Linked DNA regions of Sus scrofa: regions 1, 2 and 4 are each linked to region 3. The links are chromatin contacts, called in public HiChIP or PLAC-seq and promoter capture Hi-C maps. All regions are on one chromosome and are shown on one strand. The core of a region is the stretch at or near the end of the contact, and the rest is flanking DNA. Distances in the headings are between cores, read along the strand shown. Region 1 has its middle 20 kb from the start of ALDOB. Region 2 holds the start of ALDOB (fructose-bisphosphate aldolase B). Region 3 holds the start of RNF20 (E3 ubiquitin-protein ligase BRE1A). Region 4 holds the start of MRPL50 (39S ribosomal protein L50, mitochondrial).

Region 1 (3,311 bases), core at 278-2,777, 64 kb after region 3:
GGTAACCAATTTGGGAACATTAGTGCCTGTGCCAAGGTTACTGTTTTTTAATGCTTAGCAAACTCTTGAGTTCTTCAAGCTAGGTTAGACTCAGGCATAGCAAGAATGCCAATGTCTTGGTCAGTGACTTGCCATAACAAAGGTTTATTTCTCACTGCCACACAATCTAATAAGGTCTGAGCAACCTGTTTTCCATGTAGCAATTCAGTAATTAAGGCTGAGGACTTCACAGACCTTTAGTTGCCCCACCAGAAGCAGAAAACCTCCCTGGACAACCAAGCAGGGATGCCTATCAGATAAAGGGCTTAATGGTTACTCACCAGCCCTTCTCTGCTTCAGACAGCACATGGCGTTGCCATGGCCCCACTCAATGCAAGAGGGCCATAAAGGGCAGAGAGGTCTTCCATATACATGAAAGGGGAAGAAAACAGATTTTGATGAATACTGATACCTACTTTACAGTTTAGTGCTGGGTTCTAAGAAAAATGGAAACAGATGCTTTCTCCAACTTTTGTGTTCTGTTTTGTCACCTGTCCCTCAGATCAGTAGTGCTTATGCCTAGACTCCTAAAATCTTGCTAATGAGTAAGCTGCATCATTTATTCCTAATTTCTCTTTCTATAGGAGCTTCAACAAGTCCAAGATTGGGGGAAAATGCTGTGCCATCTTGCTCATCTTCTGACTTTATTTTTCTCATGACAGCTTCACTTACACTCCCCCTTTTTTTTTCCAGTCCTCCTTCAGACAGTGAGAAACTTGTATGATAAAATCACAGCCCAGTGCCTGAAACCAAGAAGTGTGTTGATGAGTGGATGGAAGAATGGATGGATGGATGGATGGATGGATGGATGGATGGATGGATGCATGGATGCATGGATGCGTGGGTGGATGGATGAATGAATGATGGTTTCCTCTTGACCCACAGATGAAGCTCAAAGGGAGACTTTTTCCAGTTTCTATTTACCCCTCTGAACTTCTGTCATCTCGACCCTAGTTGTAGTCCTTCTATCTTAGATACTATTTTTGCCTTCTTTTTTTGCGGGGGGTTGGGGGGCTCCATTTGGATTGGGATCTTGTTTAGTATTAATTATGGAAATGTCAGAGATTCAGTTTAGGGGTTGAATTCCTACCACTAAACCTCTTCAGGGATTTCTAATTTAGGAATGTGCATATGAGAACAATAACCAAATGGAAAATAAAAATAACTTTTTATTAATTGATAAGGACTCAGTTGTCTCCCAGTGATTTGTTAAGCCAAATCAGATTATGCTGTTTAGGCCTGGAATCTTAAAGAAGCTTCCATCACTCAGGGGTGATTGGAAAGGTCTGGAAGACACCAGATGCAATTTATGCAGAGGCACATACATAGAAGAGAATGGTCAGGCCCTGATCCAGTACTGCAATAGGGCACTGTGGCTGCAAAAGAGGAAATCCCAGCTTAGAGACTCCATCCTCCAGTTAAATGTGGTTTGGTAATTTCCTTGTGCTTTGAGTAATTCTTCCTGCCTCAGAAAGAAGCTAGTAAGAAGCTGCTAGACAGAGGGTGTGGCTATAGAAGAAATGCCCTCTCTCCTCAGAAAGAAGCTAGTGAGAAGCTGCTAGACAGAGGGTGTGGGGGTGGAAGAAATGCCCTTTCTCCTACAGCCAAGGTGGAAATGGGAGGAGAGCTGGCTGAGAGTGGTCTGTCTCCTCTTCCTCTCTTACATGACTAGCTTTTCTCTCCCCTTCACCATGGATGTTGTTCTCCCTTCTGCTTTGCTCAGGCCCTTCTGTCCTTTGCCCTGGTCACACCCATTCAACTCCAGTATGTCTGGAGACACACCGTCTCCAGAACTCCAGTCTAGGATAGTGTTCTCACGCTACTGTACCTGCTTGCTAGAGAGGAAAGTTCAAACTCTAGGCTTATTACTGCACATTTGTATAAAGTGATTTTTTTCAGAATACAAAATTTGCTGTATGCTAACACAAGCATATGGATAAACTTTCTTTTTTTTTTTTAATTTATTTATTTATTTATTTTTGTCTTTTTGTCGTTATTTCTTGGGCCGCTCCCGCGGCATATGGAGGTTCCCAGGCTAGGGGTCCAATCGGAGCTGTAGCCACCGGCCTACGCCAGAGCCACAGCAACGCGGGATCCGAGCCGCGTCTGCAACCTACACCACAGCTCACGGCAACGCCGGATCGTTAACCCACTGAGCAAGGGCAGGGACCGAACCGGCAACCTCATGGTTCCTAGTCGGATTCGTTAACCACTGCGCCACGACGGGAACTCCTGGATAAACTTTCTTTTGCTTACATATAGCTTTCTGATCAAGTGGCTCACTATTGAAAATTTTTGCCAACCTTAGCACAAAGGCTAGCCTATAGCTGGTTTCTGCTGCTCAACTAGGGCAACCATCTCCTTAATATACTTGCTATAAAAAAACAAAAAACTCATCCATAATAATGAAAAAAAGCTAATTTGGCAAAACAAAAACTGTAGTGTTGGCCATGATATAGATAGTGTGGGAGGAGAGACTGAATGGGGCAAAATCAATATTCCCCTGCATAGCTCCTTTCTCAACCTCTCCCACTGTCTCCCAATTCTATGTCATTATTTCCCCCACTCACCTTCCCTACTGCCAGCTTGAATACATGTGAATAGTCTATGTTTACGGCATAAATATCAACTTATTTGGATAGTTCTCTGTTAACACAGGTATCCTTCGTTTCCAACTAATAGTGCTATTCATCTAACAGTTCTGTCAACACAATTTTAGAATAGGCAAATAGAACGTGAAATGCCTTAGGGCATTCTCATTACTACAGAAACTTAAAAGGACAAATATTGAAACAGTTAAAAGACTTATAAGTAGTGGTACAGTCACAACCACCACAGAAGATGGCTAATAAGCACATGAAAAGATTATTAGCCATTAGGGAAAAGCAAATTAAAACTACAATGAGATACTATCACACACCTAGTAGTTTTAGGTGTGTGATAAAATTTTTTTTAAAACTGACTATAGCAAACGTCAATGAGGATTTTTTAAAAAACTGACTATATCAAATGTCGATGAGGATGCAGAGCAAGTAGACTCTCATATAGTACTGTCAGGAATATAAAATGGTAAAGCCATTTTGAAAAACAAGTGGGTAGTTTCTTGAAAAGTTAAACATAGACATACCACTTGATCAGATCCAGCCATTCCACTCCTAGATCTTTGTCCCCCAGAAAATGAAAATGTACATCTACATGAAAACCTGTACAGAAATATTTATAGAGCTTTATTCATAAATCATTAAAAATGGGAAACCACTCAAATGTCCATC
Region 2 (3,172 bases), core at 223-2,722, 84 kb after region 3:
CTTCGAAAAAGAGCTGTGATTATTGTTATTCTTATAGTAAAAATCAGTACTAGTAGCCTAAGTAAAATTATCTCAACCATGCATTTTCAACAGGTGGAATGTTTCAGTCATGGTTCTGACCACCCCAGCCCTGACGCGGAACAATTGTCAATAACCCCATTCTTCTATCACCATCCACCTCTTCTTCTTCCTTTATCCTTTGACTAAAATCAGATTTGATGAAACCTCACATGTCCTCAGATCACATCATCTTGATCTTATGAATCGCATGCCAGGTGCTTGAATGAGCACCAGATGCGAAACCAGAAAGTGTGCCTTGGGAGGGAGACGGAGTTGAGAAAGCTGATGGGAACTTGGTCTGGCGCTCAGTTATCCTTAGGACAGGCTTGGCCAAACATCCTAGACAACTGAGCCTCAATTTTGTGTTTTAAATATTTCAGTCTCCTTCAATATCACATTCAATTTCCAACATTCTTCACTTTTAGAAACCGTCTGAGCCTAAATTCTTAGACAACTCAGTTGACCACTGTGTTTTTCTTCATTTTTATTGATATTTCATTCATTATAGTGTTACACTCTGTACCATAGAGCACTTTGATTTTTTAGGTTTTTTGCTCATATTTTATGTTATTCCAAAGGAATATGTTCCTGAAAATGTATGCTTTCCTGTGATCATAGATATTCCATTATTTTTAGATTTCCCTATAAATTGTATTTGCCTCTTTCGTTATTTGCCTTGGGAAACATACACAATTTTTTTTTTTTTTTTGCCTTCTCTTGAATTAGATTTTTGTTTAATTCTCAGAGAGGAAAAAAAAAAAAAAAAACCTGTAGAATGAACTTGTACCCAGACAGTGCTGTAACTATGGAAGCTGATTGCTTACATCAATCACTTTGAGGTTTTTTCTAGTTTTCATCACCTTTAAAGACAATAAGGTACAGATTGAGAGAGAATGAGACTAGATTAAAAGACAGCGTATTCTGGCATTAAAAATATCAGGGAACCCAACATGGTTTCGGGGGACTGGGCAGGACCTTTGAATGCCTGCTGTATGCAGGCACTTTACAGAATCATTTGGTGCTCTGTTGACGTTCAGACCCCACTTTACAGAGGAGGAAATTAAGGCTTAAAGAAGTAACAAATCCCTGACCAAGGTCATGTATGTAGTAGGTGCTGGAGCTAAGCTGACACGCTTCCCAGTCTTCCTTGGTGGGCTCCAGAGCCTGGTCATTCATTCACTGCGTGACTGAAGGGAATCCCCCAGTCCTCTTGGTCTCTGCGTCCTCTCCTGTGCCATGAAGAGTCTGGATTAAGAACTACAAGGTCTACACACGTCCCTTACAGCTTTAACATTCTGTGAGTACAAACAATGTGTGAGCACGATTGGAAGGATTGGCGGTTTATGAGCCAATCAGAGTTATTAGTTAAACACCTCCCTACCAGACTAAGGTGAGAAGGGGAGGGTAAAGGTTTTTTTTTTTTTTTTAAAAAAAAAAAAAAAAAAAAAAAGCTCTGATGAGTAGCCTATAAAAACTGCGTGTTGCCCAAGATTCATCCTATTTGGCAGCTGCTGCCTTATCCACAGCTTCTGAGATCTAGGAGGACTCTCCTTTCCCAAACTGTAAGTAGAACTTCGTTGTCTACCAGAACTGCACCAGGACTGAGGGCTTAGTGATAGCACTAAGCACAGAGAGGGGAATGTTTGCTTTCATTTTCAGGAAAAACTTGATAGTGTCTGAAAATGTGATGATCTGCTGAAGTGAGTGTTTTATCTCTAACTCCCCTGCCTCTTTGGTAGCAAAATGCTCATGAATAATGCCATTTACCAGTGTTACCTTTATGAGGGCTCTTCTGAGTCTTTGGCTTAGGGAGAACAGCTTGCATACTCCTATCTGGTTATGTTCTAATCAGTGTTTAAGATTCTTTTTCATTCTTACTCTCCCCATAACAACTGCTTATTCCTATGAGAATGTACATATGTAGCACCTTAGGTCATTTTCTTCATACTCTTCTACCAGCACTGAAGTTTCTTTGTCCTAGAAATGAACTCCTGGCCTTTTTGCCCTTTGTATCCACTCACTGCTTAAATGAGAAAATGGAACAGACAACACATGGCATCCTTATCATTTGATTATTAATTGTCAAACCTTTACCTGTTTTGATACTTTCTATAACATTTCCCACTCTGAAGATCCTACAGCTTAAGATATTTGGAATCAAAGGCTGCTGATGTATTTTGGTGCATTTGTTCTACTATCAGAAGAATAGGCAAATTGTGAGGATATGTTGTCTTTAAAATAAACTTCTGTTTAAATAATTACCCAGGTTCCATGAGCCAATGTGGATCCAGCAGGGGCTCCAGCTCTGCCACCACCATCACTTTAGCCAAAGCACATCTGGGGACCACCCAGGCCCAAGCTAGATCTGAGGTTCTGGGGTAGAGAATGGAGTGTAGTTGCTGTAAACCTAGGAGTTCCTTTGGGTTACATGCCAGTTTTGAGGAAAGAGCAACACTCAAGTCTCTTTCTGAGCTGCTTCATGTATATTCAAAGGTACCAGGGATGAGGCTGTTCTAGATTATCTCATTGCACTTGTTACCATAGCACTGGATGCATAACAAAACTGTGGGAATCTTCCTGCATATCTATGTAAAAGTGCTGTGAAATGCCCTACAGTCATAGGCTTTCAATGAATAAGTCCCTCAGGTCTTCTTGAAAATCCATCTGCCTTGTGTGTGGAGAAGCAACTGGATTCTCTACTTCCTTATATTTCTCCAGGAGATAAAATAGTGATTGTTTTACAAATTATCTTTTCACAGAACCTCTTCAAAGAAGGCAGAAAGAACTATACTGTAGGGTTTCATCTGTTATTCTGCTGAAGAAAGACTAGAAAAAAGAATTCTAAGTTATAAACCAGTAGGATGTGATTTACAATTCTAAAATATCACAACTTAGAAGGGGCATCAGACATTCTTCTAGGGCCTCAATTTGCTCATCTCTAAAGTTATCAGAATTGATACAGATATCTTTGAGTCTACTTGTAGCTCTGTTTTTCTGTCTTCATATATGTTCATACTCATATCCTTCTCCCAGATTTGCACATATATTACCTTTAATATATTATGTATCATCAATAATTTAATGTATAAACTTATTCACTGAGAAATCAAAC
Region 3 (3,090 bases), core at 568-3,067:
CCTCTCAAAAACCCAATGAGTTAGGTACTGTAATTACATTTCACAAAGAAACAAGAGGCACACATTTGGTGATTTTGCTACACTGCCTCTTAGTGCCTGACATCTAAGTTTTCAGTGAATGAAAAATCAATGCATAGCTTTCAATTGCTAAATACCTATAAACAATGCTATTTCAGGTACCAGACTCTTCAAAGAATATAAACATACTTTTAAGAGTAAAGATCAAAAGTCCATTTATTTCTCTCTCAGAACAGAGCAACACAACATTTTATCTACTTTTGGCTTTTATACTTTTATTACCCTTTCCTTTTCAAACCAATTCCTGTTACTCCAGAAGGCTTCCATAAATCAATTCAGGTTGCAACTGACAGAAGAAAAGCACACCCTCATAGAAATATTTCCACTTACCGTTGAAGAGACACCCCCGAGCTTAATTGTTTCCACTGTAGTCCCTGAATCTTCAACAGCTGTCTTCTTCTCCGGAGGCACAGATGTGCCAGGCTCTCCAGCTGCCCTTTTATTTCCAATTCCTGACATCTTGGCACAAGATGATAGCTGTTTTCCTGAAGACAGAAATTTAAGTAAGATACACAAGGTGAACAACTAAAGACAGTCCACATATAATGTAAAAACTACCAATTTTTCCAGCCAATCATTTAACCTAGATCCATTAATTCCACACTCAGCAACATGATCCTCAAGTTCCTCTTGGAAAGAGAAAGTTGTGGAGTAAAAGTCACAGCTGTAGTTTACATAACTACAAATTTCTAAATAAGATGCTGCTGGAAATGAAACAATGGGCAAAGGGTGCAGAGACCAAGAAAAATTCCAGGACTCTCATTTCCCAAACCAAAATCCAAAAAGTACAGTTTTATTAGAAAAGAAGTTAATTATATAGTGTTGGGAGAAGCAGAGCACTGAAAGATACCTGGGAGATGTGTAATTAATTATTAATACTGGACAAGTCATTTATCACTTTTGAGCCTCAATTTCCTAAATCAGAAATAACAACAGGTATATGCTTTCCATACTCCTTATAAGGAATGAGTAAGTATAGAAAGAACTTAGCATAACGCCTAACATGAAGTATGCACTCAGAAAGGATAGCTCTGTTATATCTGCAGTTTCTTCTCTATTTCCAAACGTTCTCCCCATGAATTTGTGCAACCCTAGAGAAACCGGGCCTGGGGGCGAATCCCAGTTCTAACTCTTACGGAGCCGTGCAGCCCTGAAAGTATGAGTTCCCCATATGCACACGAACAATTTATTCTGTCTGCTCTACCTGCTTCCCAAGATTTGCAGCTCAAAGGAGGCAGAATGGATGCTAAAGCACTTTGCTACTTTAAGAGGCAGCCCCACCCGCACCGTGACTACACACAACTCTGTTTCCAATTCAAGCTCCAGGAGAAGGCAGCCACCTGGATGGGACCTCGCATGGAGAGAGAGGGGCAGGACAAGGGCCTCAATCCGACTCGAGAGGGGCCTAGGATCCCAGCCTCCGACGAGGCCAACGGCAGGCCCCAGAGAGAGACTCTGGAGCGGGAGGAGGTGGAGATTCCTGGTGCCCGCACAGTCTGGTCCCTTCCTTGGCCGAGATCTAACCTGAGTTCTTCCAACCTGCGCCGCCAGGGAACAGAACTCTGGGCAGTTACTCACCGAGGTCCGCGTAGCACCCCCGCAACCTCTCACCCCTGACCCACAAGCTAAGGTCCAGCGAAGTTTCCGGGAGGAGGAGTCAGGGAGAGGAAAAAGGGAAAGAAAAAAGGAAGTCGCTTCAACCCGGCCAGGTGGACCTTAATACACAGCCGGGCGGAAGTGACGCGCCGCGAGGGCGCCGTGCTCCCGGAAGTAAGCGCGTCTCTCTAGCAATACTTGGGGACCCGGCGGCGGCAGCGGCAGAAACTCTGGCTGTGTCCAGGCCTGGCTGACGCTGGAGGCAGCGCCCAGGATTTTTTTCCCACTTGTTGGCTCTTGCTATTGAGACCTAATCTTTTTCTACTGAGATGAAGTCCCTGTTTATTTTAAGTCCCCGTTGCTCGCTTGCCTATTTCTCGGTCAGACTGTACATTGGCTGAAGGTCCCGTCAATCTCCGGGGGGAAAACCAGCCTTTGGACACCTCGGAAAAATATTGCTCTGAACCCCATCGTGCTGAAATGAGGGGTTCTGAAGAAAACCAAGAGATTCGGTGGGTTTCGGAGCCTGTGGACTTTTCTTACAGGGAGATGTATATAACATATAACAGCTTGGTCTAAACAACCACTGAAGGAGTTTTGGTCCTTTTAGGGTAGGGCTTGGGCATTGATGCTTTTTAAAAAAGCATTTTCCCGACCCTCCCCCCACCCCAGCGAGATTCTAACATGCAAACAGGATTGGCAAGTACTGCTTTTGTGCTTCTTTGGAGCAAGAAATTGACCAGGTTAAAGATAAACATAAATCAATAAGTAGTTTCTGGTCTCAATACTAGTCTATTTTAAGCTAATTAAGGATTGATTTTTTTTAATTTATTCATTTATTTGTTTTAGTTAATAAGAACCGGCTATTTCCCATTCAATTAAGCTAAAGGTTTGTGTTTTAATAATAGGAAGGTAATCAATCTAGTTTATCGATTTGTTTTTTTAAAAAGTTTTGGCTCCACTTGTGCCATGCAGAAGCTCCCAAGCCAGGGATCCAACTTTCAGCACAGCGGCGACCCAAGCAGTGACAAGGCTGGATCCCCCAACCCTTTACACCACGGAGCGAACTTTTTAACATATTTTTAATTTAAAAAGTTTTTTTTTTTAATTTATCAGTTAAAAGGCTGAATGCCTTGCAGATAACATCACAAGGTAAACAATAGGAAAAAACAAGCTTTCATCGTTCCTGGTACTGGAACATTTTGCCAAGCCTGGAAAAAAGTCCTCCAAATGGACTTCACTTTTTGTTAGGTGAAGCAGAAGCCTGAAAACCTGTTTGGGAACCCATCCGGAAAAGCACTGTGTTAGATAACGATACTCTCTTATCTCCTTTGTTTGGCTGCTCTACTCTGGGCAAACCTTAATCTACAGAATCTCTGAATGGCAAACAATGATTCTAAGCCAAAGTTTGTAAAC
Region 4 (3,476 bases), core at 624-3,123, 120 kb after region 3:
AGACATCAAAAGAGAAAAATTGTATTTGAAGGTGGAAAAAGTAATGCTTTGGGAACAGCAAGGAAAACCTCAGAGAACAATAGTTTTTCCCTTTCAGCCTTGAGACAAAGGATGGGAAAGGACGAGGATGTGGGAGAATAAGCAGCCACTGCCAGAGAAGTGGTGTCCTTGGGAAAATGCCAGGTTTCAGTTAAGGCCAGGAGGGGTAGGGAACATTGTGTGAAGAGGAACAGGGGCTCCAGAAGGCAGAGTAAAAAGGGGTGGGAGGAAAGCAGTGGGAGGATGAACCAGGAGGGAAAGTACAGAGCAATATGGGAATGAGATTATGAAGATATGAAGCTAGAAAGGCTTGTATTTTGGTCACTGCAAGGATGGTAAGGATGAGAGTCATGGAAATAATTCATGGTTAAAGGTTTGAATCAGAACTTTGGAACAAAGCAGTTTGGTATGATACTGGCTCAAGTGTTCTGATTTCTTACAGTTTCTTATATATTTTAATCAGAGAAACAGCAGATTCTTACCCAGTGAGACCAGGTTTCCATAATTCTCCATCATGACATCTTTATACAGGCTTCTCTGAGCTGGATCCAGATAATCCCACTCCTCCTGGGTAAAAAACACAGCCACATCCTCAAATGTCAGCAACCCCTGAAATAGTATGATTTCTGTAGTCAGTTCTTGTTGTCTCAAGGACAATTCTAGCACTGAAAGTAGCAGAAGCAATCACTTATCAGGGCTGGGTAGGCTAGGAGGCACATGATAACTAAGAGTTCCAAACTGGGCTCAATTCTGGAACAGACTGAATTCTATTGCTGCATCTTTGCCTTCTGTAGTGAGGAGGCCTAGGATAAGGCTTTCTGGCTTATCAATTATTCCCCAATATTATAATTCTAGCAAACTGACCCAAGGCCTTCCCAAGTTTCCTGCACCTCATTGCCCCGCTCCAATTCTCTATTAGCACTGGCTTGAGACCCTTTTCACTTCAATTCCGTTAAGTTCTCCATGCGTCTACCTTGGGTCCAGGCATCGCAGCAGGTGCATTAGACACAGGAGAGGGTCAAAAAAGGTACCTCACCTGAAAGAACTCATAAATGAGAACACTAGTTTGGAGCACTACTCATTTTCTTTAGCTAATTTATCCAGTCGCTCTCAAAAAAGGAGCCAGTGGATAGTGTGGTCATGACCGGCACCCTGGTGCATTAAAGGGGTACTCCCTCGCACCAAGCTGGCCCTAAAGACCGCAATCTGGCGGGGGCGGGGGGGGAACACGACCGACGGTGGCGTGGCCTAGTTGGGTAATGGCGAAAGAACACGAATACCCGGAGGGGCGACCTACCTTCGGCTCTGTCGGGGGGCTCGGGGAGGCCATCTCTCCGACAGAAAATCAGGGCAGGAATCCGGGGTAGCCGCACGAAAAGGAGCCTCTAGCAAGGCCTACGCCGCCGCTGAAGATGAGGCCCGACGAAGGCGAGGCCTCCAGGCTGGATATGGCCAGGTCCTGCCTCGGTCCCCGAGCGGTCACGACCCCAGCAGCATGTCAGATGCGCTTCTTGGCCGCCCCCTAACCCCGAATGCCTCCCCTGCCTAGTTACGCAGGCCTTCCAGGCCGCGCTAGAGCCTCCTCCCGGCTGCCTGCTCCTTTTGCTTTCAGCCAAAGAGCTCTATGACCGCCCGCCCGGACCAGAAGGCGTCACCCAGAACCCTCCCGGGACTCCCCCCAACTACAACTCCCGTCAGGCTCAGAGGGAGCGCCCGGGTTCAGTCTCAGCCGCAACGGCTACCGGACTACATTTCCCGGAGTGCAAAGGGCTAGGGAGCATGGTGAGGCTTAGAGGAAAAAGGGAATGCTTGACACTAAGCTTACGCCTGATTGGCTGGTCTTGGCGCGTCACTGCCGGCGGGGGGCGGTGTTTTGTTTCGAAGTTCTCCTCGAAGATGGCGGCACGGTGGGTCTCCGGTCTTGCCAGAAGAAGCCTCACGTGTGCAGTCTCTGGGGCGCCACGCAGAGAATTTTGGTCTCCATTCAGGTAAAGCGGAAAGTGATGGTGGTTCAAGCTCACAGAAAATAAGGAGAGAAACTGAGAAGGATGAAGAGGAGAATTCGGAAGGGAGCGTCATGCTATTAAGACAGGAACCTCCTCCTGCGTCTTGCTAGGGAAGGGACGATAAAGTGCGTTAGGGTTCTGAGTTGAGAAACAAGCACCAGGTTCCGCGAGTGGTGGTCCAGTCACTTCCTTTGACCTCAGTTTACAAATCTTAGAACCGAAATACTTTCCCCTTTCCCTTTCATTTCACCCGTTAATTTATTAAGCAAGCAGTACCGACCATGCGCTCTAGGCACCTAGTGGAGTAGGATCTCAGGAAAGGAATGACTCGTTTCCGACGGTCAATTCAGAACAGGAATATGAACGTGCTTGATGAACTAAATTCGTTTGCGGCGTTTATTTCTTCACAAGCAGAACTCCTCATTGTGTTCGTTTGTTAGTTCATTGGTTCATTCAACCGATACTAGTCGCCAGCTCAGGCCCAGCATTTCTCTAAATACAGCAACAGAAACAAAGCCCCTTCTCTGAGCATAAGTACTCTGACATATGAGGAAACTGAGGGCCCACAGAGAGAAAGTTTTTTTTGCTAAATGTCAGAAAGCAACTTAATGACAGGTGGATGTGGAACCCAGGTCTCTTAACTCGTCCATCAAACTGCTTTTCCCACAGCGCCATGTGGAATTTTGTCAAGATAAATCTTTTTGACTCAGGAAGTGTTATGACATCAAAACTTAGAGGAACATCAGGGAACAATGTATGCCCTCTTAAGTTTCAGACATAAACTCTTTCAGTAAAAGGATTTTTGTTATCAGCTCATGTATTTATTAGCTTCCCCTCTTTTGGTTAATGTTTATTATTATCTTTCAAATCTCCTTTTAAGTTTGTTTTATTTACTTACTCACCAAGTTTTGCTAGAGTGTCTGCTATATGCAGTGTCTAGATGTGAGGGATACGGTTGTTAAAACAGACCAAATCTTTATTCTCATAGAATATGTCTTTTGGCGGAGGAAAAAATGAACAAATGTAGAATATAATTTCAGAAAGTGGTAAATTATGAGGAAAACTAGAACAGTATAAGGTGTACCTTGGAGCTACTGAGGTTTGTTTTCCAACAAACAAAGGGTTAGGGTTAGGTAAAGTGAATATCTCAAAGCATGTTAAAGGAATTTTTTGGTTTCCCTGTGCATTTAAAGTTATGCTTACTATCTGTAGTGTGTTAAATGTGCAATAGCATTATGTCTAAAAAAGCAATATACATACCTTAGCTTAATACTTTAATGCTTAAAAAAAATGCTACGCATCATGTGAGCCTTATGCTGGTGTGTCTTGTCTAGATGTTGGTGGCTGTTGATAGTTCAAGGCAGTGGTTGATGAAAGGTGAAGTGTCTGACAATTCTTTAAAATAAGACAAAGAATTTAGCTGCATCACTT

What was found. Promoter capture Hi-C pulls out the DNA fragments that hold promoters and counts their contacts. HiChIP or PLAC-seq counts read pairs in DNA pulled down with a chosen protein or histone mark.
Region 1: a contact with region 3 is called in an H3K27ac HiChIP or PLAC-seq map of alveolar macrophages. The contact joins the enhancer-like site here to the promoter of RNF20 in region 3. A contact is called at or near these places in 1 of 5 promoter capture datasets (fetal liver), 23 of 47 Hi-C or Micro-C datasets (alveolar macrophages, blood, embryonic fibroblasts and 12 more) and 2 of 2 datasets of contacts at active chromatin or transcription factors (alveolar macrophages and skeletal muscle).
Region 2: a contact with region 3 is called in a promoter capture Hi-C map of liver, with 5 times the contacts expected there. The contact joins the promoter of ALDOB here to the promoter of RNF20 in region 3. A contact is called at or near these places in 2 of 5 promoter capture datasets (fetal liver and liver), 26 of 47 Hi-C or Micro-C datasets (alveolar macrophages, blood, embryonic fibroblasts and 12 more) and 1 of 2 datasets of contacts at active chromatin or transcription factors (skeletal muscle).
Region 4: a contact with region 3 is called in an H3K27ac HiChIP or PLAC-seq map of alveolar macrophages. The contact joins the promoter of MRPL50 here to the promoter of RNF20 in region 3. A contact is called at or near these places in 2 of 5 promoter capture datasets (fetal liver and liver), 14 of 47 Hi-C or Micro-C datasets (alveolar macrophages, epiblast stem cells, fetal heart ventricle and 7 more) and 2 of 2 datasets of contacts at active chromatin or transcription factors (alveolar macrophages and skeletal muscle).

Annotation. Positions count from the first base shown.
Region 1 is chr1:243,159,592-243,162,902 of Sscrofa11.1, reverse strand. No RefSeq gene overlaps it. Among named protein-coding and RNA genes, the nearest start is that of ALDOB, 20 kb to the right of the region's middle. Within about 2 kb of position 1,527, at least 9 of the 83 cell types and tissues checked have an H3K27ac peak or open chromatin away from gene starts, as enhancers often do. A contact at or near this core is called in alveolar macrophages and retroperitoneal adipose tissue, where this site is marked.
Region 2 is chr1:243,139,804-243,142,975 of Sscrofa11.1, reverse strand. It overlaps ALDOB (fructose-bisphosphate aldolase B), which reads left to right and starts at 1,472. Exons shown (of 9, transcript XM_021066854.1): 1 at 1,472-1,622.
Region 3 is chr1:243,224,438-243,227,527 of Sscrofa11.1, reverse strand. It overlaps RNF20 (E3 ubiquitin-protein ligase BRE1A), which reads right to left and starts at 1,817. Exons shown (of 20, transcript XM_001926594.6): 1 at 1,657-1,817; 2 at 409-563. The coding sequence starts at 537. It overlaps LOC102167599 (a long non-coding RNA gene), which reads left to right and starts at 1,858. Exons shown (of 3, transcript XR_301384.3): 1 at 1,858-2,186.
Region 4 is chr1:243,105,228-243,108,703 of Sscrofa11.1, reverse strand. MRPL50 (39S ribosomal protein L50, mitochondrial) reads left to right here and starts at 1,873. Exons shown (of 2, transcript XM_003122043.4): 1 at 1,873-2,027. The coding sequence starts at 1,936. ZNF189 (zinc finger protein 189) reads right to left here and starts at 1,793. Exons shown (of 4, transcript XM_005652705.3): 1 at 1,337-1,793; 2 at 522-606. The coding sequence starts at 1,369.